Linked DNA regions of Mus musculus: regions 1, 2, 4, 5, 6 and 7 are each linked to region 3. The links are chromatin contacts, called in public ChIA-PET, Hi-C, HiChIP or PLAC-seq, Micro-C and promoter capture Hi-C maps. All regions are on one chromosome and are shown on one strand. Each heading gives the region's core, a stretch centred on a gene start, on an enhancer-like site or on the middle of the called end of the contact. The rest is flanking DNA. Distances are from core to core; before and after follow the strand shown.

Region 1 (3,056 bases), core at 36-2,535, 440 kb before region 3:
CTCCACACAGAAGCTACTGTGTGCTGTGTCAAGTCCCATCTTGTCCATCCCTGGAGTGTGTGTTTGGAGAGAGGAGGCAAGACTGATTTGGGAAACAGCTATGCGGGACATGTCCATAGGTGTCTGAGCACCCACGACAGCACCGCACACTACCTACCCTCTTCACTGAGTAACCAGTATGTTCTCAGCCTGCCTCTAAACAAAGCCTTTGATCATCTGGAAGTCGTTATCAAGACAAGTCCCCTTCCTCTAGTCTTCATCTGCTGAGCTTCCAGCCAGCAACTTGGCAGAATTTCAGTTGAGGCACTGTCGGGGTGAGGGCTGTGCCAGTAGAAGGCCTAGCTGAGGATTTGGGGGGGGAGGGGCGCCAGGCTACCTGCTACAGGTGTCACCGCTGGTACCTCAGGAGGCCATGGTGAGAATCTGTAAGAGGTGTCTTTGTGCTGGTGGGCTCTTGTTAAGTGAGCCCACCTGCACCAGGGCACAATAAGCTAAGGAGACAGATCCCTCCCATCTCTGTGGCCATTGGCTCTCAGGCTTGTTGACAGGCATCTCACTATAGAGCGTGCTGGTAAGTAGGAGGGTGAGTAGAAGGTAGTCGTGGTGTCTCTGCTGTCTAATTCCATTCGCAGGGCTTTCCTTGGAGAAGTGTGTCCTGTGTCCTTTCTATTTGTACAGGAGGACTGTCCTGGATTAGGGGATGAGGGTGGACTGTGGTGGGCCATGGGAAAGGCAATGCCTTGCCACAGCAGCCACCGCCAGGGAGTTCTTCTCAGAAATCCCCACCCAGGCAAGCCTGGGATTCATGGCTTAGACAAGAGATACATTTTAGAGAGAGCTAAATGGGAGGCAAAGTTGGGTTAAAAAGAAAACAGAGGGTGCTCTTGAGAAAGTGAAGCCATCTGACTTGACAAGTATGGGCTCTGAGAGAGTCCAGCTCCTCTCTGTGTAGCTATGGGATCCGTGGCTCTAAGTTAGAGCTTGAAGGTTGCTAAGAAACCATCTTGGTTTTTCCTAACATTGCCCAGAGTGTAATTTATAACAAGCTTTAAAGTTAGAGTTTTTCTCAGTACACAAAATTGTCAGTTAGATTTATAAGGTATCCTCTATGTCTAAGAGACTGGTACGCTGGCAACAATGTGTCCGTAAGTAACCACTGCCTTGATTAATTACGTCTTTGACAGCCTTGATTGAAGTGGGGAGCTCTTCATCTGGCCCCTAAGCGAGCACAGCTTACTGTCTCTGGTAAGTTGCCTTTCAGAAAACACAGGCATCTCAGTGAGTCCTGTCAGTAGGATCTAAAGAGTGCTGTCTGTTTCTCATCAGTAAAAGCAGATCTGGTCCCAGAGCCTTCCTCCCTCCCTGCCGTCCCCGCCCCCAGCCTTTTCTCTCTACCTAAGTCTTTCCATCTTTTGTTCTTGGGAAAACGTCTTTTATTTGCCACAGCTGGCCTATAGTGTCCGGTGTCTCCAGTTGCCTTCCCTTTTGGTCACATGCTAGATGTTTGTGTGTTTGTAGGTAAGGCCAGCAAGGTACAGTAGGTACGCTGCTGGCGTCTTTCTAGGGTGGGGTGGGCTCTAATGGAAGCATCCAGGCAAACCCAGCAACAATGTAACTGTTCTAACTAACCACACCCAGTGGAATCTAGCCTGGGTGCAGACACCATCAGAGGGTGGCTGCTGAGTACCAGACCCTGCTTTTCTGTTGCTTGAGTCCAGTAGGTTGTTTCCTGGCCTCACCTGGCTCACTTAGGAGGGTGGCCATCTTAGGTGCCCTGGGACATGCGCTGGAGGGCCCTGCTGCTCTCCCTCTTCCTCATGCGTACTCAAGCCTCCTCTCCAAGGCTCAGATAGCTCGGTACATGCAGGTTTTACTAGCATCACAGTGGGAAGATGGTGTCACTGGGAAGAGAGCTGGCCCGGCCACAGACTCTGGCACCATCCCTCAGAGGATACAGTGGGACAGTGTGTCTAAGCCCTTTGGCCCTCATCTGTAAAGTTTCTTCAGGAATGTGGCTATGAGTTCTGATAGTCACTAGCTGTGCTCCTGGCACATGGTCGGCTGAATTAGTGTCCCACACACCAGTCACTTCTACTTATCCTCTGGAGTTGAGGGTGCCACCTGGCAGCTTTATGGGAGCAAAAATGCCCTCCATCTGCAATCTGGTGTTCTTTTAAGCAATGACATACATGCAGAATAGATGGGTAGTGGTCAGTTTTGCATCTTTTGTACCTCAAAGGAATAGACTTTCTAAGTTCTGTTGAATTTAGGTCACAGCTGACTGTCCTTCCACTGGTCTGAGTTTGTTTTCAAGACTGGCTGGGTCCCGCGCGGTGGGGGAGGGGGCTGCTGTCCTCGCCAAGAACTTCATCTCATCTCTGCTTTTGTCTTTTTAAGAGCTCATAATTTGAAGCTTAGAAGAGAATGTCTGTTGCCACAGGATGGGGCAATTAGAGGAGCTTTTGTGCTAGAAAGCTTAAATTGCAGTTTAAAAATACTCCGGCAGACTTTGGACGTGGCTTGGTTGGTAGAGTGCTTGCCACGCATGCATGAATCCCTCAGATTTAACTCCTAGCACCACATAAGCCAGACACGGTGGTACGTGCCCATCATTGTAGCACGTAAGAAGTGGAGGCAAAAGGATCAGAAGTTCGAGGCCATCTTCAGCTACATCATTAGTTCAAGGCCAGCCTGGGATATATACGATTCTGTCTCAGAACCACATGGGCCACTACATGAGTGCCATTGTACTTAGAAGTGTCTGTGTCCATCTCCCTTTTGAAGTGTGTGAGGACTGTCCCTGGACAGGGCTGCCTAGCTCCTGCCACACTCAGAAGGAAAGAGGAGGAGGTCTTAGTCACATCACAGGGCTTGTCACTCCGCCATCTAGGTTCATTGAACACATTTGTCCTGTACCTGTGGGTTATAATCCTAAGACCTGGGCCCATTCTCAGCAGGTGGCTTTCAGAGTGCTTGGTTCTCTACATCTAGTTGTGAGCTGTATTGTGTTGGGATGTGGGGTCGTGTTGGAGGCCTATGGTGCAGGGGACTCTTCC
Region 2 (2,912 bases), core at 276-2,775, 510 kb before region 3:
CCTGGATAAACTTTATCTTTCAATTATTGTAAGCCACTTATTTCGGATATTATCCTCTATTTTAATATTGTTAAAGATTGCATCCTTCAACAGTAACAGTGCGGCTCTTATGCTAATAAGAAACAAATGCACACCAAAGGGTTTATTTTGTGTTCTCTTTAATCTGAGAAACAATAGCAGGTCACAACTCATTAGAAGGAAAGCTCCCAAGAGCGTACACACACAGAGCCAACGAGCGACGTCAGCACGAATCGCTTAATAAATGAAAAACTGGCTCCTTTTGTGGTGGCAAAGGAATCAATTATGCTTCCCCTGGGGGGAAATGTCATCGTCCTGGTTAAACCTGTGTGTTTTAGATGTGATGAGAAAGAAGCTCAGCTCAGACCTGTGACCCCAGCGCTGAGAGGCGGAGGCAGTTCCAGATCAGCCCGGGTACAGTGGGAGACCCCCCACTCCCTGCCCCCTAGACAGTGGAAATAAGTTTGATCTAGTGGTAATAAACCAGGGAACCATGTAGATTTTTCTATTCAGCTAAAGATAGCCCCTTTTGGGGTACAGGGAAGGTGTCTCTTTAGGGGGAATCTCAGAGAATCCCACTTTATTACTTAGAAGTACAAAACCGAGAGAATGAACCTATATTACAGGGGGTTTATTAGATTGGCTTACACAGCATTAGCTGGGCAGTCCAGGGACAGCTGGTGCATGCTAGGGACACAGAGAAGTAGGCTTGCTGCTCAGCCCAATGCCAGATGCTTTAGCAGCTCCAATCTGTCCGTGAAAGCCTGGAGGGGAGATGCCAGGACAGCCACTGTTGTGCAGTCCACACTGGAGGACCGGGACAGCTGTGTTCAGTTGTCAGGGAAGGAATGCAACTGCACTGGCCATCAACAGAGTTGACATACAACCAGCAAGCAAAAGTGGGTAAGCTTTTCTGGGACTCGAAGGGTCTTCCCCTATTGCTTAATCCTATCTGGAACCCACCCCCACCCCCACCCCCACCCCCAAGACCCACCCAGCATGCCTCTTGGTTTCTTCTAGATCCATCTTCTAGATGATGATACCCATCATACCCTTCAAGGTCTTGATGCTCTGGCGTAGGGGTGGAAGGCAGGAAAGTGGCCATGACCTTCCAGCTCCTGCCTCCTCTCAGTTGCTACTGCACCATGTTTAGGAGTAATGTGCTTTAAAATATGATTTTTTTGTTGCTAATATATTACATTGGTACAGTAATTTACTACAATGTAACAACCAATATCAATATGTTATTATGGGTTAAAGTCTGTAATTTATCCTGATTCCCTCAGTGTCTCCTTTAACTGTTTTGGGACCTTCTCTACCCCAACCTTCTGCACAGGACAAAACCTCTGTCACCACAATGTTATGGTCATATATTACTACTGTTAAGCAATATTCCTTTGTATCATGGTCGGTTTGATTTTATTTGGAGATTTGTCTGTTTTATGTATATGGGTGTTTTTCCTACATGTATGCGCACCGTGTTTGTACCTGGTGCCCATGGAAGCTAGAAGAGGGCATCAATTCCCCTAAAGCTGGGTTTACAGACTTCTGCGAGTCACCACGTGGGTGCTAGGAATTGAATCCAGGTTCTCTGGAAGAGCCGTCAGTGCTCACAGCGGGCTGAGCCATCTCCCCAGCCCTTGAGATTGTTTTCAACGGTAACTTGCCACAAATTGGAATCACCGGGATAGGGAGATCACCTGAAGAAGAGTCCGGATTGCCTGGGCCGAGTGAGAAGACCCACCTGAATGTGGGCGGTGCCTTCTGGTAGGTGGAAGGGGCGTGGCGGAGAAAGATCACCTGACCTTTGTACTTGGCCATTGCTGCCGCGTCTGCTCCTAACTCCTTTGCTGACACCAGATCAAGCATTTCCTGGCTTTCCTGGGAGACTAGGAACCGGAGGTTCTCTGAGGACCTTCTGAGCTGCCACAGCACACTGGGACTACTGGACACCCAGTCTCAAGCACCATGTAACTAATGAGGTATCTTAGTTTTTTTTTTTTGTTTTTGTTTTTTTTTTTAAAGCTGTGTTGAGGGTCAATATGCAGATGTCCAGATCGATTGTGTATTGCCCATATCAAAAATCAATGTGCACAGTGATTGTTATCAGTAGGAGTTTTACTACTATCACTTGTTTTAGTGCTGGGGATGGAAGCCAGAGCTGGGCGAGCTCTACTGAGCTGCACTGAGCCTCATTCCCAGCCCTGCCTACAATTGCTAATACAAGAAAGAAGTTTCCACTCTTCTACACAGTCAGTCGTGTGACTTTTCATCTTGAACGTGAGGCCAATCTTCCTGAAGATGCCAGAATAAGAAAGAAGCTGGGGCTGGAGAGATGGCTCAGCAGTTAAGAGCACTGACTGCTCTTCCAGAGGTCCCGAGTTCAATTCCCAGCAACCACATGGCGGCTCACAACCATTTGTAATAGGATCCGATGCCCTCTTCTGGTGTGTCTGAAGACAGCCACAGTATACTCATATACATAAAATAAATCTTTAAAAAAAAGAAAAGAAAATATTAAAAGTAGAAAATAATAATAATTATTATTCTATCTAAGCCAACAGTGGAACAGAGCTCATGTGACCCTCACAAGAATGATCTATGGCTCTGTTCTGCAATGGCCTCCCTTGATCACCAGCAGGGCTGGGAAGGCTGCAGGCTTCCTGTGTTTCCTCTCGGGCACTCCCCTTTGCTCTCTTTCCATGACTCCTGTGATGCCCACCACTGGGCTTTCCTCATGTCGTCGTGTCCCAGATAATAGATGTGATGGCCTGATGGGCACCATCAGCGAAGCTGGACTGAGGTACCAGAGACCCCTGAGTTCACAGACCAGAGGCAGCTTATAACAACCAGCTTTGGGAACGGCTGGTGGTCCAGGGTCTCTACCTGCTGGC
Region 3 (3,130 bases), core at 443-2,942:
TTCTAGACAATCTGAAGCAGCCCTACATCCCACACCCGGGATTAAAGTGAAGACATATTCTTATAACATTTCTGTGTTTAAAGAAACCAAAATTCAGCCGGGCGAGGTGGCGCACGCCTTTAATCCCAGCACTCGGGAGGCAGAGGCAGGCGGATTTCTGAGTTTGAGGCCAGCCTGGTCTACAAAGTGAGTTCCAGGACAGCCAGGGCTACACAGAGAAACCCTGTCTCGGAAAACCAAACCAAACCAAAACAAAAAAGAAACCGAAATTCTCCTACACTGCACTTTGCAAGAATTAAAGGCTCCATTACGCATGCGCACGTTTCTCCTGGACTGTGGACTGGAAAGCTGCTTTCTCTCATCCTTAGGGCAGAGATGACTCCTCCCTTCCATGTTCTCTCTCCCCCTACCCCCTCCCACTGTATTTACTTCTGATATGCCTAACAACCTTGTGTCCATAATGGTCTCTCAGGTAATTGGGTTTGTTTGTTGGCATTTGAGACAGTGTCTCATGTAGCCCAGGGTGGCTTTGAACAACTTCTGGTCCTACAGAGATTATAGGTGTGTGCAGCCACACCTGGCTCAAGTAGCTACTTCTAAATGCTTTTCTTTTTTTTTCCGAGTTCAATTCCCAGCACCCATGCTAGGTGGCGCACAACCCCCCTGTAACTAACTTCAGAGTCCAATGCCCTCCTTCTGGCTTTCTGAGCTCTTAAAAGATCAAAACTGCCCCAAGGAACTCGATGCCTCTATCAGCAGGAAGTAGTCTACGGATATCGAAGCCCCCTTTTCCTCTAGCCTTCTTTCTCCTACCTAGTGTTGGGGGGTTGAGAGGGAGACAAGTGGTAGAAATAGGAACCCATAAAGTGGTCAAAAGTCTGGCTACAATGTTGTCTAAGTGGGACACAATGAAAAAACCGAAAAGGAAAGGCCACCCGAAGTAACAAGGGACCTCACAAGTTCAGCAAGGGTCCCTGGGCAGTTATCAGCCCTGAATATTTACAAACTCTAGTACAGCCTCGGGCTAATCTCAGTTCACTGTTTAGTAATGTGGGGAGCAGAATGGAAAAGACACCCCCATACACACACTACGGTCTTCCGAAACAGCCGCAGAGGACTAACAGAACTGTGTGCACGCCTGCTATCGGCTTCTACTAGGGTCTGGAACTTCAGGGGCAGCGATGAGAGTGAACATGCCCGGGGACTGGGGGCACTGTCATTTCCGAATCTCCGGCAGTAGGACAGACCCATCAAAATGCAAGCTGTGCCTGGAAAGCAAAAAGCTGCAACCCGCTGCAGAGCCCAGACAATCGAACGAAGAACAAGCCTGAACCGATCTGAATTAGGTTGGGAAAAACTGTGAGCACACCACCGCCGCCCAGAGCGCGACTTCCTCAGCTCCGCCCACGGGCGCCTCCTTCCCCAGCCCACGCTCGCCGCGGAGGGTCAGCTCCAGCCGGAGACCGGCGCTTCTGGCAAGCTCTCGGTCCGGAGCACTGGATCCACCGCGGTGAATCGGGTCGCAGGACTCCAAATCGCCTGCCCCGCCCCTCCCCGGTACTGGATGTGACGTCAACAAAGCGCTCCCAGTTCCGACCTTGCCCCGAGTCTCGGCGCCGATCTTTGACGTCATTGCCATGCGCCTTCCCCTCCCTACTCGCTGAGCGCCCCCTTACGTCATCTCTAGGCGCCTTCCCGCCCCTCAGGTGTTCAAGCTCCGGGCGCGCGAGGTTCTCGCTATTAGCCCGCGAGTGCCGCTTCCTCCACGCTCTCTGCAAACATGTTTCCGAGCGTCTCCTCTCCGCGAACCCCAGGGCCGGGGACCCGACGCGGTCCGCTAGTCGGGATCGGGCCCACGTCCACGCCTAGAGCGAGCAGGAGGGGTCTGTCTCTGGGATCTGCGGTTAACTCGCCCGTGCTGTTCTCGCCCGCAGGCCGGCGCAGCTCGGTGAGCTCACGGTAAGTGGGGGTTCGGGGACCAGCGGGGTCCGCTCCACAGCGGGGAGGTGGAGCCTGGCAGTGGGGTAAGCTGCCGCAGAGTTCGAAAGTACTTCTGGTCATTCTCGCGTTTTATTGTCGCTGCTTAATGGTGGCCCTCGTTTTGCCCGTTCTCTGTTTAACTCTTTATTGGACCCATGGATTCACTCTGTCTCCGCGCTACAGAAAAGAATGAAAGAACCTTTTGAGCACTACGCTTGCAAGGTAGGAACATACTTCAGATTATTGTAAAGATTAAAAAGTCATTTCTTTATTATGTTGACACAGGTCAGTGTCGGGCTGCTGTTTGTTTAAAGTTGTGGTTTGACTCTGTGGCGTTTGACACGAGTAACATTTGGTCTGGTGTAGTCTTTTTGTGATATAGTGTAGGAATGCAGCCTGGAACTCAGTCCTGTCCACTTTGGGACAGCCCATGCTACGTACCCTAGGCTGACTTTGCTCAATCCACTTTTAAGATTCTTCTATTTCAAGCATGCAGTAGCTTGTCTGGCTACCATCATTTTGTTTAACACTTCCAGCTTTAAGTCAGGATCTCAGCATCTCAGGATTCAGTACACCTATCTGAGTCATGGTAAGAGCCTACAAACCTGGCAAAAATGTTTTCTCAGTGCCTAGCAAATGCTTATTACTACATACTGATTGGCAGTTAAAGGACTTGGGCCACAAAATGTGATGGTTGTGACTAGGTTACATAAAAGCACTTTGTGTGTGTGTGTGTGTGTGTGTGTGTGTGTGAGAGAGAGAGAGAGAGAGCGTGCTTCACTAAAGATGCTGGTGTGCTGCCAAGTCCACATGTATAGTAGAATTGTTACCCTCCTCAATGTAATTAACACGAAAATTCAGAATTGGGTTACCTTTTTCTAGAAGAATTTCTTCTGTTCATCTTTCAAAAGTGAATTTCTGGGATGGAAAGATGGCTCTGGGGATAAGAGCACTTGCTTTTCGATATCTATCTATCTATCATACAATCATATATATATATATACACATATATACACACACACACATATATGTATATATGATGGGTTAAAAAGATAGTAAGATGCATATATGTTCTGATACATCATTTTTGCTCAAAACAAACAAAAAAACCAGTAAATTAATCTCAAAAGTACCTGACAACTATTGCCTT
Region 4 (3,242 bases), core at 670-3,169, 430 kb after region 3:
CGCCAGCACATCTGCAGCGGTGCCTACCCCACCCTTGAGCCAGGCTCCAAGGGCTGTGCTCACCTGCTCCTTGGTCATGTCCTCTGGTGCGACGCCATCAACAATCGCGGTCCCTTTGGCTTTCCCCTTCTTCCCTTTCTTTTTGGGTGCCTTTGTGTGAAGAAGAGAGGACTGAGTTAAGTACAGGACAACTCTATCTCAGGGTGTCCCTCCTTGATGGACTGACTGCTCACATGGTCAGCTCTACCTCAGGGTGTCCCTCTTTGACTGACTCGGTTCACACAGGCATAAGGGGAAGGAATGCCTGTTTAGAATCTTGACCTTGACTGTTCACACAGTGCTGACTGGAACATTTACCTAGGGGGTATCATTATACTGATCCCTCCCCCCCATTAATATACCAGAGGTGGGGAGGGAGAGAGATCTCATTTGGAGAAGCACTAAGGGGGAAGGGAAGGAGAAAGAAAACACTTCAAACCCATTCACTCCTGGATGTAGGACAAGAATTTCTTTGTTACGGTTAAAAACATTCTTTTGGAGAGATGGCTCAGAGGTTAAGAGCACTGACTGCTCTTCCAGAGGTCCTGAGTTCAATTCCCAGCAACCACATGGTGGCTCACAACCATCTGTAATGGGGTCTGATGCCCTCTTCTGGTGTGTTGGAGGACAGCAGCAGTGTACTCACATATATAAAACAAATCTTACATTAAAAAAAAAAAAAGAAAAACTTATGGGGGGGTGGAGAAGGGGTGTTTTGGGAAAGGCAGCATTTGAGGAGGTAGTGTGGAAACCTAAAAGATAAAAAGAAAAACTTATCTGGGCTTTAAAAAGGAGGGATACACACACACACACACCCGCCCCACCCCACAAGTATACTGGCAACCACGCTTCATAGCCACCACAGAGACACAGAAGACCCTCATCAGCAAGGACCGAGAATAAGCCTTTTGGAGAGACCTCACAGCAATGACCGAATCTGAGGCTTCCTGACTCGTGTCTGCCATTATGAACCCACTTCAGGGAACTCTGGTCTTGAGCACACCGCACACACTGTGTCTGTCTGCAGATGTTCCCAGCAGACACTGCTCACAGGGCCTGCTTTATTCTAGCAGCCTTGACAAGGCCATAAATGCTTGGCGGGAAGATTAAGCAGCAGTTAATATCGGCCATAGTTCCAGGCAGGCAGACGCAGGAAGATGCCACCCCACCAGCTAATGACCCATGCCCTAGCACATCTGCCAAGACACTGCACTACTGACAGCATCTATCTCCTGGGTGGGGCGGGGCATTATGTGAGAAAAATAAAGGAGACAGGGGGCTTCGGCCTTCTTCTTCTCAGGAGCCTGAGATACCCAAGGTGTGTATCCCTGGTCACTCCATGACACTCTGCCCTTGGTAGGGAGGCCTCCGGCCACATGGTACACGCTAGGTTTTCCACCTCCGAGTTCTCGGGGTTTCTCCTGTGCCGGATTCTGCGCCCTGTGGACACTTAATTGACCCCTGAGCCCTTAAGTACTGGTCCCAAGGATCTGACGGACTCAGCTTCTGATTTCTGGACGCCTTGCACACTGGACTCTCAGTCTAGCCAGTGTGATGATCATCCCAGAGAACCTGAATGCAGGCCCCGGCCTCCTGGCCTCCCCAACCGGGACCACACGGAAGAACTGCGCCCAGCTCTCCATTCTAGTAATCCAAAATTGCAGGCCCTCCCAGTCCCGGGGACCCGACCCTCTCCACATTTCTGCACGAAAGCCTCCCAGGTTCTCTGTGCACTGGACACTCCGAGCACAGGCCGACTCACCATGGTGCCAGCAGTCCAGCACTTCCACTAATCCGGGATGGGCGCTGGTCAGAGGAGGCTGCGCGGTCTCCTGGCAACTCCGACTAGATCCCGTGCTGGTTCTCAAATCCTCGCGAGACTATCCTCCAGTTCTCCCCTCCCACCCACCCCCGCCCTAAGGGACCTGGGCAACCGGGAGTGCGTCCCTAACAACGCGCCAGAAGAGCTAGTGTTGCCCTCGGTGTATTGCTGGTCTCTCTCCCACTACAACTTGGGCTACAGAAGAAACCTATTGTGGTTCCTCGGGTTCTCCAGAGTCTACATGGCGGGCGCTCACAAGGAGGAACGGATAAAGAGAAAAGTCTGAATGATTAATCTGCCTCCCAAGCCAAGTTCCCAAATTGGATGCAAATATTGAGCTAAGAGCCCGCTCCTGCGGCCCATCCACCTTGCCCTGCTTGTGAAAATTCCTTCCACATGCTGCTCTGATGAGACTGAACGTGTAAAGCTGGGCTTCCAGAAAGAAAAACGCTAAGGGTGTTATGCCTGCGACCACTGGGGAAGCTGAGAGGAAGACTGCATGCGTTGGAAGCTAGCCTGGGCTACATACCAAAAACCCTGTCTCAAAAAAAAAAAAAAAAAAAAAAAAAAAAAAAAGAAAAAAATGCTGGAGAGATGGCTCAGCGGGTAAGAGCACTGACTGCTCTTCTGAAGGTAGAACCACCCATAATGAGACCTGACGCCCTCTTCTGATGCGTCTGAAGTCAGCTACAGTGTATTTATTTATAATAATAAATAAGCGAGTTGATTGGAGTTGCTTGGAGCAGGGCTGCACCCTGCATAACAACCACATAAAGGCTCACAACCATCTGTACAGCTGCAGTGTATGCACATACATAAAAAGAAAGAGAAACAAAACAAAAGCAAAACAACAACAAAGTGGCTTAGCAGGACAGGGTAAAACAGAAACAGAAGGGACAGCAGGTTATGCTCCTCTGCCTGCTCTGAGGATGAAGATTCCACACCCATAAGTGGATGCAGCAGGAGAGAAAGATTGCTCAGTGGTGGGGATCTGAGGCTCCTAGCAATGAGACTCCCCTGTTTGCTAACCCAACCTCCCAGTGTCCCCTCTCCCAGATTCTTGAAGAATGGCCCGCTGGAAGAACAACACCGGATCCTTGTGAGCATTCTAACAGTGGCTTATTTGTAGTAAATCTTAACAAAAGTCCAACATAGCCGCCACGCTGTTTGCTGTCAGTGAACTTTAAGGCGAGCCCCACTCGCCTGGGAAACTCAAAAGCAGCACCTAGAAGCACCTGAGCACAGTTAGGTCAGCTGTCGAATGCTGTCAGCCGAGAGCTCAGATTGTCAGCCGGAACATACACAGGTGGACTCCGGGTAGCCTGTTTTTTACGGGAGCCTTCCAAGAAAGCTGGATTTCTTTCCTAAAGACCTAGCCTTG
Region 5 (2,906 bases), core at 90-2,589, 470 kb after region 3:
CTCTGTCTAGGGTGAGTGGGCACTCTGATGTCTCGCCACGAAAAGCCACCCAACCAAGTCAAAGTCCATCCAATGTACTTCTTTCACAAAGACACTGGCCCACAGCAACTCAGAACTGTCTATAACAATCACTATATGACTGATCTTCAACGGGTCACCCACCGGAACAGGATGTGCGACATGACCTGAAATGACTGTGCAATGCACAGCACTAGAAACAAACCTGAGGGCATTTTCCCGACCCACTGTGCAGCTACCTCCTCCAAACCCAGAGATTCCCCCCTACAGAGAGGGAAGCTCTTAAGCCTCAAGAAGCCCCATAAACCTTATGCTCAGAAGCTTAAAAAAAAATCCACGGGCCCCCAGACCCAAAGTTCTACAGGCAGGAAAGAACTGCTGAGGGGAGGGAGCCTCTTCAGTGGTACTGACTGTAGGTTCGCCTTGCGTTGTGACCTGTATGTGAGCCTTTCATCGATGAAACTGCTTTTGAGTCACTCCTGTTAAGTAACCTTCCCCGGTGCGGCCATATTTAATTCCAATAAGCTCACTGGTTCACAAAGCTAGAGGAATGGAATCATTTTGACCTATCGTGAGTGCCCTAGCTGGGGTAAATGGACATTTGCTCATGGACCGTTACACCACACTACTGTCATATTAAGAGGGAACAAGACCAAAACTGAATTGAGGAAGAACGGCTGTATGGCCCCTGTGATGGTAACACGCATTTATTTGAAGATGGATAATCTGCATGGATATTCCCTTTCGCCGTGGTGAGCCTCCTTACTACTGGCAGATGTACCTGTGAGGGGTGATAAAATATCTAGTAAGGCTAAACTATCTAAAAAATGAAGCATCAGTGGCGGGAATTCCATGGTGGCCATCTTTCTCTGCTTAGTATGGAGACCTACGCCTCCTTAATGAATAAAGGCTACTACCTTTTAAGTGGGGCCCTGCAATAGCTAACTGGATAATGGCTAGATCGCACCCGCTCAAGTGTTCCGATCAGCCGTAGGTAGACACTAGTGGAGTCGGAGGCAGAAATCGGGAAGACGCTGCGCCCGGCCCAGCCGCAGGCCGATGACGTCACCGCGACGCCCAGCGCGGCCCCCGCCACGCCGCCCGGAACCCGTGGCCCCAGCGCTGCCCTGCTCACCTGCAGAGCAATGCCACAGGCCCTCACGCTGCTCCAGACCGTCCCGCCGCTCCCTGCGCATCCGCCACATCGCCACAGCTTGGAGAAAGGCCAGGCCAGGGCTCGACTGCCCGCCGCCCCCACCAGCCGCAGTAACATCCCCCGGCCCTGACCTCGCGCCGCCCCCTGGGCGCGCGCACGCGCAGCAGGCGGATCATAGTGCACCACGCCCTCGGGGGCGCGCGTGCGCAGCTGGCCGCCGCATCGGCTCGGACCTCTCTTTGGGTGTCTGGTTCGCGGCCGTGCTCCTTAGGATCCTGAACCCGAGTGTCGCTTCGCGCTGCCTGACAGCTGATGGCGGATGGTCCGCGGCCAACTTGACCTAGACACCAAGGGCCTTTAGACGTATTTTAAATTTTGCATTGTCAACGACATCAATGGCTTCGGTGGGTCCTCGGGGTAACGCGGCTCACGTAATTAAATTTTGAGGCTACTTCTCCCTGGTTGAGGGTACTAGTATTACCGGTTGGAGGTGCTCCCGGTATTTTACATCCAGACTAGATGTGGTTCGAGACCTATCGTGAACAAAGGAACTGTTATTTGGTGCACGACTTGTCTCATTGATCCACGTCATAGACCCTTGTTTAATTTTACTTAACAACATTTTTATTCCTGCGGATGCGCAGGGAGCGACGGGACGGTCTGGAGCAGCGTGAGGGCCTGTGGCATTGCTCTGCGGGAGAGCACTTGGTTGGTATATAGAGTCACCCCAGTTTTGATTTGCCTGCAGTTGTGCGGACTAGCAATTTGGACTTGGCATTAGGGAGGTGTGGGTGTTCAGGATGAACCAGTTTCTGGACAGTGGGGCTGTCCACGACACACGTGGCATCTGCGTGTACTCAGATTCTACCTTGACTACATTTCAAAGGTACAGATGCCCGGGAGAAGACCATTGTCACCCATAGTGTTAGCAGTCCTTCTATGCTCCGCCCAACGGTTACCTAGCAACAAGGCCTGGCTTGCTATAAAAGGGTCTGTTCCCTCCCAACCCGACCCCTACTCCCATACCCCCCTCCATGTCTTCGCTCTCTCTGCCCCTTCTCCCCTTCTCTCTCTCAGACTTTCTTCTCTCCCTGACCCCTTTCTCCCTCTCTCCCCAACTCCTCCCTCCTTCCTCCTCTCCACGGGTTCCTGGCCAGCCTCTCCTCTCCTCTTCTCTTTTCTCTCTTTGACTGCCTCTACTCCCTTCTCAACTCCCTTCCCATGCCCCCAAATAAACTGTTCTACATTATACCTGTCCTGTGGCTGATAACTCAGGGAAAGGGATGTGCCGAGGCATCCCTCCCGCCTCACCATACCGCGCTGGAGTGGGAGATGGTGATAAAAGAAAATGAGATTTTGTATCTTGTGATTCATGTAAAAGAGTTGTCTATGAGCCCGTGGCCTGGGGCTGAGAACAAAGCAGAACAGACAGGGCTGTTGTTAAGACATTCCTAAGAACAGCTTGATTGTACAAGCAGGGCTATCTTGTCTGGGTCAACACCACCTGGCTGGAACCTCCCCTCTGTCCACTGCCCCTTGATGCCGGGTAAAGTCATACATCAACTGGTTGCTATGTGAACAAGATAAGCCCCTAGCCCACAGGAACAAAGTCCTGATGCCCTTTTGCTAACATGTAATCTTTCTGTTAATGTTTAAATAAGCCAATAGTGTGTCACTATGCTGAATTCCACACCCCTAAGCCCCTTACCCCATAAAAACCCCTAGCTTTCGA
Region 6 (3,212 bases), core at 183-2,682, 370 kb before region 3:
GTTCTGACACCTTGAGTTGGAATAGACCAGGCTACCCCATATAAAGAACCAAGTTGACTTGAATGAATTTAGTCCTCACCTGGAGATGTAGGGAGTTCTATATTCTGCCAAGAGGAACTGGGAACAGGGAACAGCCTCCTGGCTCTGTGAAGACAGTGAGATGTGCCCCACTCTGTCCTGAGCTGAGGTCTGTTCCTGCTGCTGAGGTGGGAAGATAACGTAGCTGGGAGCCCTGTGGCTGGTCTGATTTCTGCCTTTGCCACTCACCGGACGACGTGTGAGTCTCTACAGCATGCTAACAATCAGAAGTCTCAAAACCCTGAAGAACTTAAGGTAGATCTTTCAGCTTCCCAGCTGGGGCACGGAAGTGCAGTGAGGACTGCTTTCACAGGAACACTGGGAGGATGTAGGCCCTGAGCAGAGGCAGTGGCTCACTGGAAGCCTGAATTCGCCCCCCCCCCCCCCAGTTCCTCTCAGCTGGGGGAAGACAGATCTGTCATCTCAGTGGCTGCCTTGGCAATTGATACAATGTTTCCAAAGTGTCTGGAACAGTCATCTAGCCTGTTGTGTGGCCGGAGTGCTAGCCAAGCCAGAGCTGGAAACACGTTCCCCACTCCTGAGCTGGCATCCAGGGTGAGCAGCTGCTGGAAAGCTACAGACAGCTGACCACCATCACAAAGCCGGACCTGGCCAGGGGATAGCAGGCTCACCGGGGATACCCAGAGCTGAGTCACATGCAGGTGCCTGGCTCTGCGGAACACTGATTGTAACCTGTAACCAAGCAGGCCAGGCAAAGAGCCCCAGGCTGTGCTGAGGCAGCTACCCTTAGACTCATTTGTAAAAACTATTTTTTAAGTTTTCATATACACATGTAGTTGTGTTAAGCCTGTTTCCCATATACCTCTCCCTCCCTTCCCAAGCGCCTCCTCTGTTCCAACCTAGACGGCTTCATTTCTACCTTCCTGTCATAAATACATACATGATTTTATGTATATAAAGTCTATATAAAGTCTAGGATCTGCAAATAAGAGAAAGCGTGTGATGTCTGTCATTTTGAGATTGGCTTATTCACCTAATATGATTGCATCAATTTTCCTATAAATGGCATGACGGCTCCTTCTTTACAGCTGAAAACAACCCCAGTGTCCTTGCCTTTCCCCACGCTGATGGCACCTGGCCTGCCTCTGTAACGTGGCTGCTGTGACTACCGCTGCTGTAATTGTCAATGTGCAAGTGTCTGTCTGTGTGATCTTGACTTGAATGTCCTCTAGGTAAATCCCCAGGAGTGGTATGGCTCCGTTGTCAGAAGATATGGTTTTGTGGTTTTTTTGTTTTTTTGTTTTTGTTTTTTTGAGAGACCTCCACACTGTGTGGAGAGATGCTATTCATGGCAGCAGCATACTGCAGAAGCAGAGTTCCTGCCTCTAACCACAGCCAACGGCACATACGGCAGACCCAGCCGCAGTCAGATACACAGAATGGGCTTGCTGGAAACAGCCCCACCCCATCCTACCTGAGCTAGATACATGTCTCAAGCTCTGCCCAGCAAAATAGCACAGACAGCTCTACATTTCAAGATGGTTGCTATGGAATTTTCCAGAAGCCTAGGTGAACAATTTGATAACTTCTGAATTAAAAATTGAGGCAGATATAAAAAAAAAAAAACAGTTAAAAGAACCAAACTAGCTGTTATATAATGCTTGCTTAACCAAAATGCTTAGTGGCCCTCCCAACAGCAGGGGCAAGACGGACATCCAGGTCCCAGCTGGCTCCTAGCCAGTCCTGATATCTACCCAGAATGCCCTGGGTCTTCTAACACCAGAGAACCGAACCCTAAAATACTTAATGACCTTTGCAGACTGCTCTGAAATTAGGCTCCTTAAGGTCTGGTTGCCAGGGTCTGACAAGCCCTGTTCACCCTGGGTTTGTTTATCTCATGTCACCATTATTAACCTAAAACAGCTTTCTCACGCCCTATAGTCCTGGCACCACATACCACAAACATCAGAGGAGCCAAGTTCAAAACCACAGCACTCATCACCTCATGGCACAAGACGCTGCCTGCCTCACTGACCGCCCTGCCTCGGAAAGCTCCGTGCCCTTTGGGAGGCTGGGGGTTCAGCACAAAAGCACAGACGGGGCCAGTAGCTGGCCTGGCACACTTCAGGCTGGGCAGCCTGGGAGGTGGTGCCAGCTCACAGAGGAAATCTGAACCTGCAGAGCCTCATGGGGTGCATTCTGCAGGCTGAGCTGTCGCAGGAGGCAGTGAAACTCTTTCATCAGGACTATCACCCACTTTCCACCACCTTCCGTTTTCCAGACGTTAGCTTTTAATGGAAAACTTTGAGAAAATAACAGCCTTACACAGTGCTGTGAGCGCTCCCTTAATCTCCCTAAGAACACCTCACCAGCAGCCATTCCTGAGAGTCAAAGCAAGACCTGTCCCTTTAAACTCATTCCTCCTGATGACAGAGCTCTCCCAGGAGTTCAGCTGCAGAGCAGCCAACAGGAACCACAATGCACTCCTTCCCTTGCTTGACCAGATGCCTGTCTGGGTCCCCCAGATGCCTGCCTGGGTTCCCCAGATGCCTGCCTCAGTCCCCAGCTGCAGATATCCTCCAACTACAGCTTCCACACGTGGGATGGCCCAGTCCTGCCTCACACGGAGCCATCCATGCCTCCGTTTGCTCCGCTCCTCTGGCATCCAAGTGGCTGAGCTCCAGGGCAACCTTCCCATGAACTGCCTGGGTGAGCGGCTTACGTTCCCCCCTGTGCTTATCTCTTCCAGGCCGAATGCCAGAGCCTCGGAGCTCTGTAGGGTGGCCATTCTCCCTACATGGAGCGGATGGCCAAGATCCTGAGCTCTGCCCAGCAGGAGGTCTGGAAACTGCCTGACCACAGATGCCTTCAATGTTCTGCCCTTGTCAAACAGATCAGCTGGCAACTGCAGGCCATGCTGGATCCTCTGTTTTCAGAGATAAGGATAGACAGGTATTTAATCCCTGGGTGCGTGGAGGTGGCCGTCACCATTCATGCTATAGACAGGACATCATCACTACCCCATCTCTTCAGGCAGCACCCATGAGCTGCTCAACCCTTGGCGCTTACCACCAAGCTTGGCAAATGCAGGTCAGTCCCTGGGAGCCAGGCAGTGGAAGAACCTCAAGCTGTCCTCTGACTTCTGCATGTGCACTGCCACTCGTGCACCCGCA
Region 7 (3,253 bases), core at 4-2,503, 480 kb before region 3:
GAGGAGGAGAGAAGACATTCTGATGAGGGGAGGTCGGCCAGCCGGCCTCATGCTTTGCCCCCAGAAGAGAGGAGACAGACTCTGCTCCATTGTTAGATCTCTGAAACCCTGGCGACCAGCTGTTTGTTTCCTGATCATATAATCCTCTTCCAGATGTGCGTTGTCTTAGGCCTGTGCAAGTGATACCAGGGCGCAGGTGGTGATAGTTCTCATGGAAGCAATTTTGAGTTCAGAAGATGTGAGCATCAAAGGACTGTGAGAAATGACGAGCCACCTCATTCCAGTGTTGCGGTCCTTACATGACAGTTGTTGGAGGAGAGACTGTTTTAGTGTCTGACCCAGGTTCCCAAAAGAGCAAGGTTCGGGGAAGCTAGAAGGGCAACCTGAAATTCACAGGAGTGCTGGGCGCAGCCTCGGCTGGCCGCCCACCTGGAGCGTGTCCGCAGAGTGAATTTCAGAACCGCTGGGCGGACAGCTCCTCGGAGCCGGGCGCGGCTGCGCAAGGGGCGGGCCAAAGAGCACGGAGCACCGGGACCCGCCTCCCTCCCCACGCCGGCGAGCGGCTATGAGCTTATGGGCGGGGCTCCTCGCGACTGACTGCCCTAGCGTCACGCCCCGAGGAGGCAGGGCGACCTGCTATCCCCGCCCCCGCGAGGCCGGCGCTCTCTATTGGCCAGCAGCTGAAGGTGCTGGAGGCGGGCCCGGTCCACGGCTCGCGCCCGGGAAGGTCGGCGGCGCAACGCGGTTGCCGCGGGGAGGGTGCGCGGGGACGCGACGGGGCCGGGCGCGGCGGAGACGCAGCGGGTGGGGGCGGCGGCGGCTCTGGGCAGCGGCTGAGTCTCTTCCCGCCGCGGCCGCAGCCAGCGGCGCCCGAGCTCCAAGGCGCATCCCGGGCGCGCGGCCCGAGCGGCCAAGACGGCGGGCCGGCCGGGCGCGGGGCGGCGCGCGCTGTGCTGCGGGCTGCGCTGGTGGGGAGCCACGGGCCGCGGCGGGGGTCCCGGGCCCGGCGTGTGCGGCTGGGAGGCGCTGTGGGGTGTGGGCGCGCGGGCGGCGGCCGGGGCTATGGCCGAGGGCGGTGGGGGCTCACGGAGGAGGGCTCCGGCGCTGCTGGAGGCAGCCCGTGCACGCTACGAGAGCCTGCACATCTCGGACGACGTGTTCGGCGAGTCGGGCCCGGACAGCGGCGGGAACCCCTTTTACAGCACCTCCGCAGCCTCACGCTCCTCCTCGGCCGCCTCCTCGGACGATGAGCGTGAGCGCCCCGCGCCTCCGGGGACCGCCCCGCCATCCTACGCCGCGGATCCCTTGGAACTCGAGGAGGACGAGACCGGTGGGGGCTGGAGCGCCGTGCTGAGGGATCGCCCGTCCCCGCGCTTCGAGGACACCGGTGGTGAGGATCGACCGGGGACACTGGGGTGCAGGGACACACAGGGCGCGGTCTGAAGGCTGGAGCACGGGCCAGACTGGTTCCAGACACACCCGACCTGCACCTGTGTGTTTCTGGAAACAGCTGGTTTGGGGAGCAGGGATTAAACAGAGAGGGTCCTACTGCACAGGATGGTGGTCCCAGGTTTCTCGTGGGTGGAGACCAAGCCAGCAGCACTTTGCCAGAGGCTTTCGGTCGTCTGGCAGTGTCACACCTGTGGGGTCAGTAAAGTATGGCTCTTTTGGTGGAGGGGATCCAAACGCCTGGCACGGCTGAGGCTGAGTCCTTTGCAGTACGCAGGATCTAGGTGTCAGGGGTCAGGCCAGTCGCAGCTGAAGCACATAGAGAGCCCAGAGCCAGAGCATATCAGCATCTTCACTGCTCTCTGTTTTCCCGAGAAACTTCCTGTGGTGCCAGTCGATCTCTAGCTGAGCACCGGAAGGAGCCAAGGGTGATTCCACTGCGTTAGGGAGTGTTAGTCCGAGTTACTTTCAAGGTGTGTAGACCAGACTCAGATTATCCGGAGGCGACTGGAGTTGAGCACAGCCACCCTGCTACTCTGAGCCCTCAGCTGTTGGCTTCTGCAGAGTCTAAAATAGTGCTGCTTTGCAGCAGCTTGGTCAGCTTCTGCTTTCTGAGATGTGGAAACTGCTTTCCCATATGATCCTCAGTGCTGCTGTTCAGGCTCCATGGCTTCCTAGCAGCCAGATGTTACACCATATATTCTGTGAAGTGCACACAACCAGTGTGAATGGGCACCAAGGAGTGCCCCTTTGCATAGTCTCTCTCTCTCTCTCTCTCTCTCTCTCTCTCTCTCTCTCTCTCTGTGTGTGTGTGTGTGTGTGTCACTCACACACACACACACACACTTTGGGCAGTGTACATGACACTATAGCTATTGTTCCTCAAGATTGCAGGTGCACAGGAGGTAGGCTCCAGGGCCTGGGTATGGAAACGTAGCTGCAGGGAGCTGGCAATGGGAAAGGTTGGCCCAGCCCTGGAGGGAGTGTTCTGCAACCTTGCCAGGCTGCGGTGTGGATGGGCAAAGTTGCATCTGGATTGGAGGGTTACCATCACCATGCAAGGTTCTAAGTGGGTACATTTTAAAACCCAACCATTTGGCTGTGGTTTATGGTACTCTAAATTGTCCTCCTATATGCCACCCTTCATTTCCCAGTGTGCCTTAAAGGCCTCCTGCCCTGGACAGCTGCTTTCCATATTGGATGTTGGGATTGTACCAGCCTGGTGCCCTGGTTTGTCAGTCTTCGTGCTGTGAGCCTTTGTGATCCTGTGTTGATCTTGCAGCACTTAAGATGCCTACTGTAGATGTCTACAGAGGAGAATTCGGCAAAGCTGAGGTCACAGGGCAAAATAGGGATGTCGTGCTGGGCTTAGTTTAGATGAAGGGTCTGGTATTGAGAAGGGTAAACACACAAAAGCGATTTAACCAGAACTTTCTTTCTTAGTAATGTATAAGTCAAGATGTTCAGAAGCAAAGCCCTCTGTCCACTGTTCACTCTGTCCACTCCCAGCCTGAAGTCCAGGATTGCCTGCCACTGGCATTAGGGTCATATCCTCCTTTCTGATAGTGCCACTGAGTTTGAGCCTGTTCCTGAGAGTCACTCAGAGGTTCCTTAGGCAAAGGCATTAGCGGCTATTTGCTGGTATTTGTGGCCAGTGTTGCTTTTCTGCTTTAGGAGCGATCCTCTCGTTTAAATTTAGATCTACTTTAGAATTTCCTCTGTGGTACCCGCTACCCAAGGGAAACACGGGGAAAGGGGAGAGGGACAGAGTTGATGGCTTGTTGAGCCCAAGGAAAGTGATTTA

Evidence for each region. Promoter capture Hi-C pulls out the DNA fragments that hold promoters and counts their contacts. A called contact is a pair of places that touch in the nucleus more often than the background predicts. ChIA-PET counts read pairs in DNA pulled down with a chosen protein or histone mark. HiChIP or PLAC-seq counts read pairs in DNA pulled down with a chosen protein or histone mark.
Region 1: a contact with region 3 is called in an H3K4me3 HiChIP or PLAC-seq map of stem cell-derived neural progenitor cells, with 5 times the contacts expected there. The contact joins the enhancer-like site here to the promoter of Nup133 in region 3. A contact is called at or near these places in 5 of 39 promoter capture datasets (the C10 cell line, the SN4741 cell line, cranial neural crest and 2 more), 7 of 115 datasets of contacts at active chromatin or transcription factors (embryonic forebrain, embryonic hindbrain, embryonic stem cells and 4 more) and 1 of 9 other capture datasets (embryonic stem cells).
Region 2: an H3K4me3 HiChIP or PLAC-seq map of bone marrow-derived macrophages shows a contact between it and region 3, with 2.9 times the contacts expected there. The contact joins the promoter of C330016L05Rik here to the promoter of Nup133 in region 3. A contact is called at or near these places in 1 of 39 promoter capture datasets (the 3T3-L1 cell line) and 5 of 115 datasets of contacts at active chromatin or transcription factors (bone marrow-derived macrophages, embryonic stem cells, large pre-B cells and 1 more).
Region 4: a contact with region 3 is called in a promoter capture Hi-C map of neural stem cells. The contact joins the promoter of Gas8 here to the promoter of Nup133 in region 3. A contact is called at or near these places in 4 of 39 promoter capture datasets (hippocampal neurons, liver and neural stem cells), 2 of 115 datasets of contacts at active chromatin or transcription factors (the 230-238 cell line and bone marrow-derived macrophages) and 1 of 9 other capture datasets (embryonic stem cells).
Region 5: a contact with region 3 is called in a Hi-C map of CD8 T cells, with 4 times the contacts expected there. The contact joins the promoter of Afg3l1 here to the promoter of Nup133 in region 3. A contact is called at or near these places in 3 of 39 promoter capture datasets (embryonic stem cells, hippocampal neurons and liver), 4 of 484 Hi-C or Micro-C datasets (CD4 T cells, CD8 T cells, embryonic stem cells and 1 more), 1 of 115 datasets of contacts at active chromatin or transcription factors (extraembryonic endoderm stem cells) and 2 of 9 other capture datasets (adipose tissue and embryonic stem cells).
Region 6: an RNA polymerase II ChIA-PET map of memory CD8 T cells shows a contact between it and region 3, with 116 read pairs. The contact joins the enhancer-like site here to the promoter of Nup133 in region 3. A contact is called at or near these places in 5 of 39 promoter capture datasets (3T3-L1-derived adipocytes, the HPC-7 cell line, the SN4741 cell line and 2 more), 9 of 115 datasets of contacts at active chromatin or transcription factors (the 230-238 cell line, CD4 single positive thymocytes, bone marrow-derived macrophages and 6 more) and 2 of 9 other capture datasets (adipose tissue and embryonic stem cells).
Region 7: a contact with region 3 is called in a Micro-C map of embryonic stem cells, with 4 times the contacts expected there. The contact joins the promoter of Pgbd5 here to the promoter of Nup133 in region 3. A contact is called at or near these places in 6 of 39 promoter capture datasets (the 3T3-L1 cell line, hippocampal neurons, liver and 2 more), 2 of 484 Hi-C or Micro-C datasets (both in embryonic stem cells), 5 of 115 datasets of contacts at active chromatin or transcription factors (embryonic stem cells, large pre-B cells, pro-B cells and 1 more) and 2 of 9 other capture datasets (embryonic stem cells and pancreatic islet).

The regions. Positions count from the first base shown.
Region 1 is chr8:124,390,705-124,393,760 of GRCm38.p6, reverse strand. All of the region lies in intron 1 of Pgbd5 (piggyBac transposable element derived 5), which reads left to right. Among named protein-coding and RNA genes, the nearest start is that of Pgbd5, 42 kb to the left of the region's middle. Within about 2 kb of position 1,285, at least 16 of the 459 cell types and tissues checked have an H3K27ac peak or open chromatin away from gene starts, as enhancers often do.
Region 2 is chr8:124,458,713-124,461,624 of GRCm38.p6, reverse strand. It overlaps C330016L05Rik (a long non-coding RNA gene), which reads left to right and starts at 1,525. Exons shown (of 3, transcript XR_879349.1): 1 at 1,525-2,000. It overlaps Gm30209 (a long non-coding RNA gene), which reads left to right. Exons shown (of 3, transcript XR_388195.2): 3 at 782-915.
Region 3 is chr8:123,947,827-123,950,956 of GRCm38.p6, reverse strand. It overlaps Nup133 (nucleoporin 133), which reads left to right and starts at 1,692. Exons shown (of 26, transcript NM_172288.2): 1 at 1,692-1,959. The coding sequence starts at 1,781.
Region 4 is chr8:123,517,512-123,520,753 of GRCm38.p6, reverse strand. It overlaps Gas8 (growth arrest specific 8), which reads right to left and starts at 1,919. Exons shown (of 11, transcript NM_018855.2): 1 at 1,802-1,919; 2 at 64-150. The coding sequence starts at 1,804. It also overlaps a transcript of Dbndd1 not described here.
Region 5 is chr8:123,476,295-123,479,200 of GRCm38.p6, reverse strand. Afg3l1 (AFG3-like AAA ATPase 1) reads right to left here and starts at 1,339. Exons shown (of 17, transcript NM_054070.3): 1 at 1,154-1,339. The coding sequence starts at 1,291.
Region 6 is chr8:124,316,186-124,319,397 of GRCm38.p6, reverse strand. All of the region lies in intron 3 of Galnt2 (polypeptide N-acetylgalactosaminyltransferase 2), which reads right to left. Among named protein-coding and RNA genes, the nearest start is that of Galnt2, 86 kb to the right of the region's middle. Within about 2 kb of position 1,432, at least 129 of the 459 cell types and tissues checked have an H3K27ac peak or open chromatin away from gene starts, as enhancers often do. A contact at or near this core is called in the 230-238 cell line, CD4 single positive thymocytes, the HPC-7 cell line and 5 more, where this site is marked.
Region 7 is chr8:124,431,936-124,435,188 of GRCm38.p6, reverse strand. Pgbd5 (piggyBac transposable element derived 5) reads left to right here and starts at 1,253. Exons shown (of 7, transcript NM_171824.2): 1 at 1,253-1,390.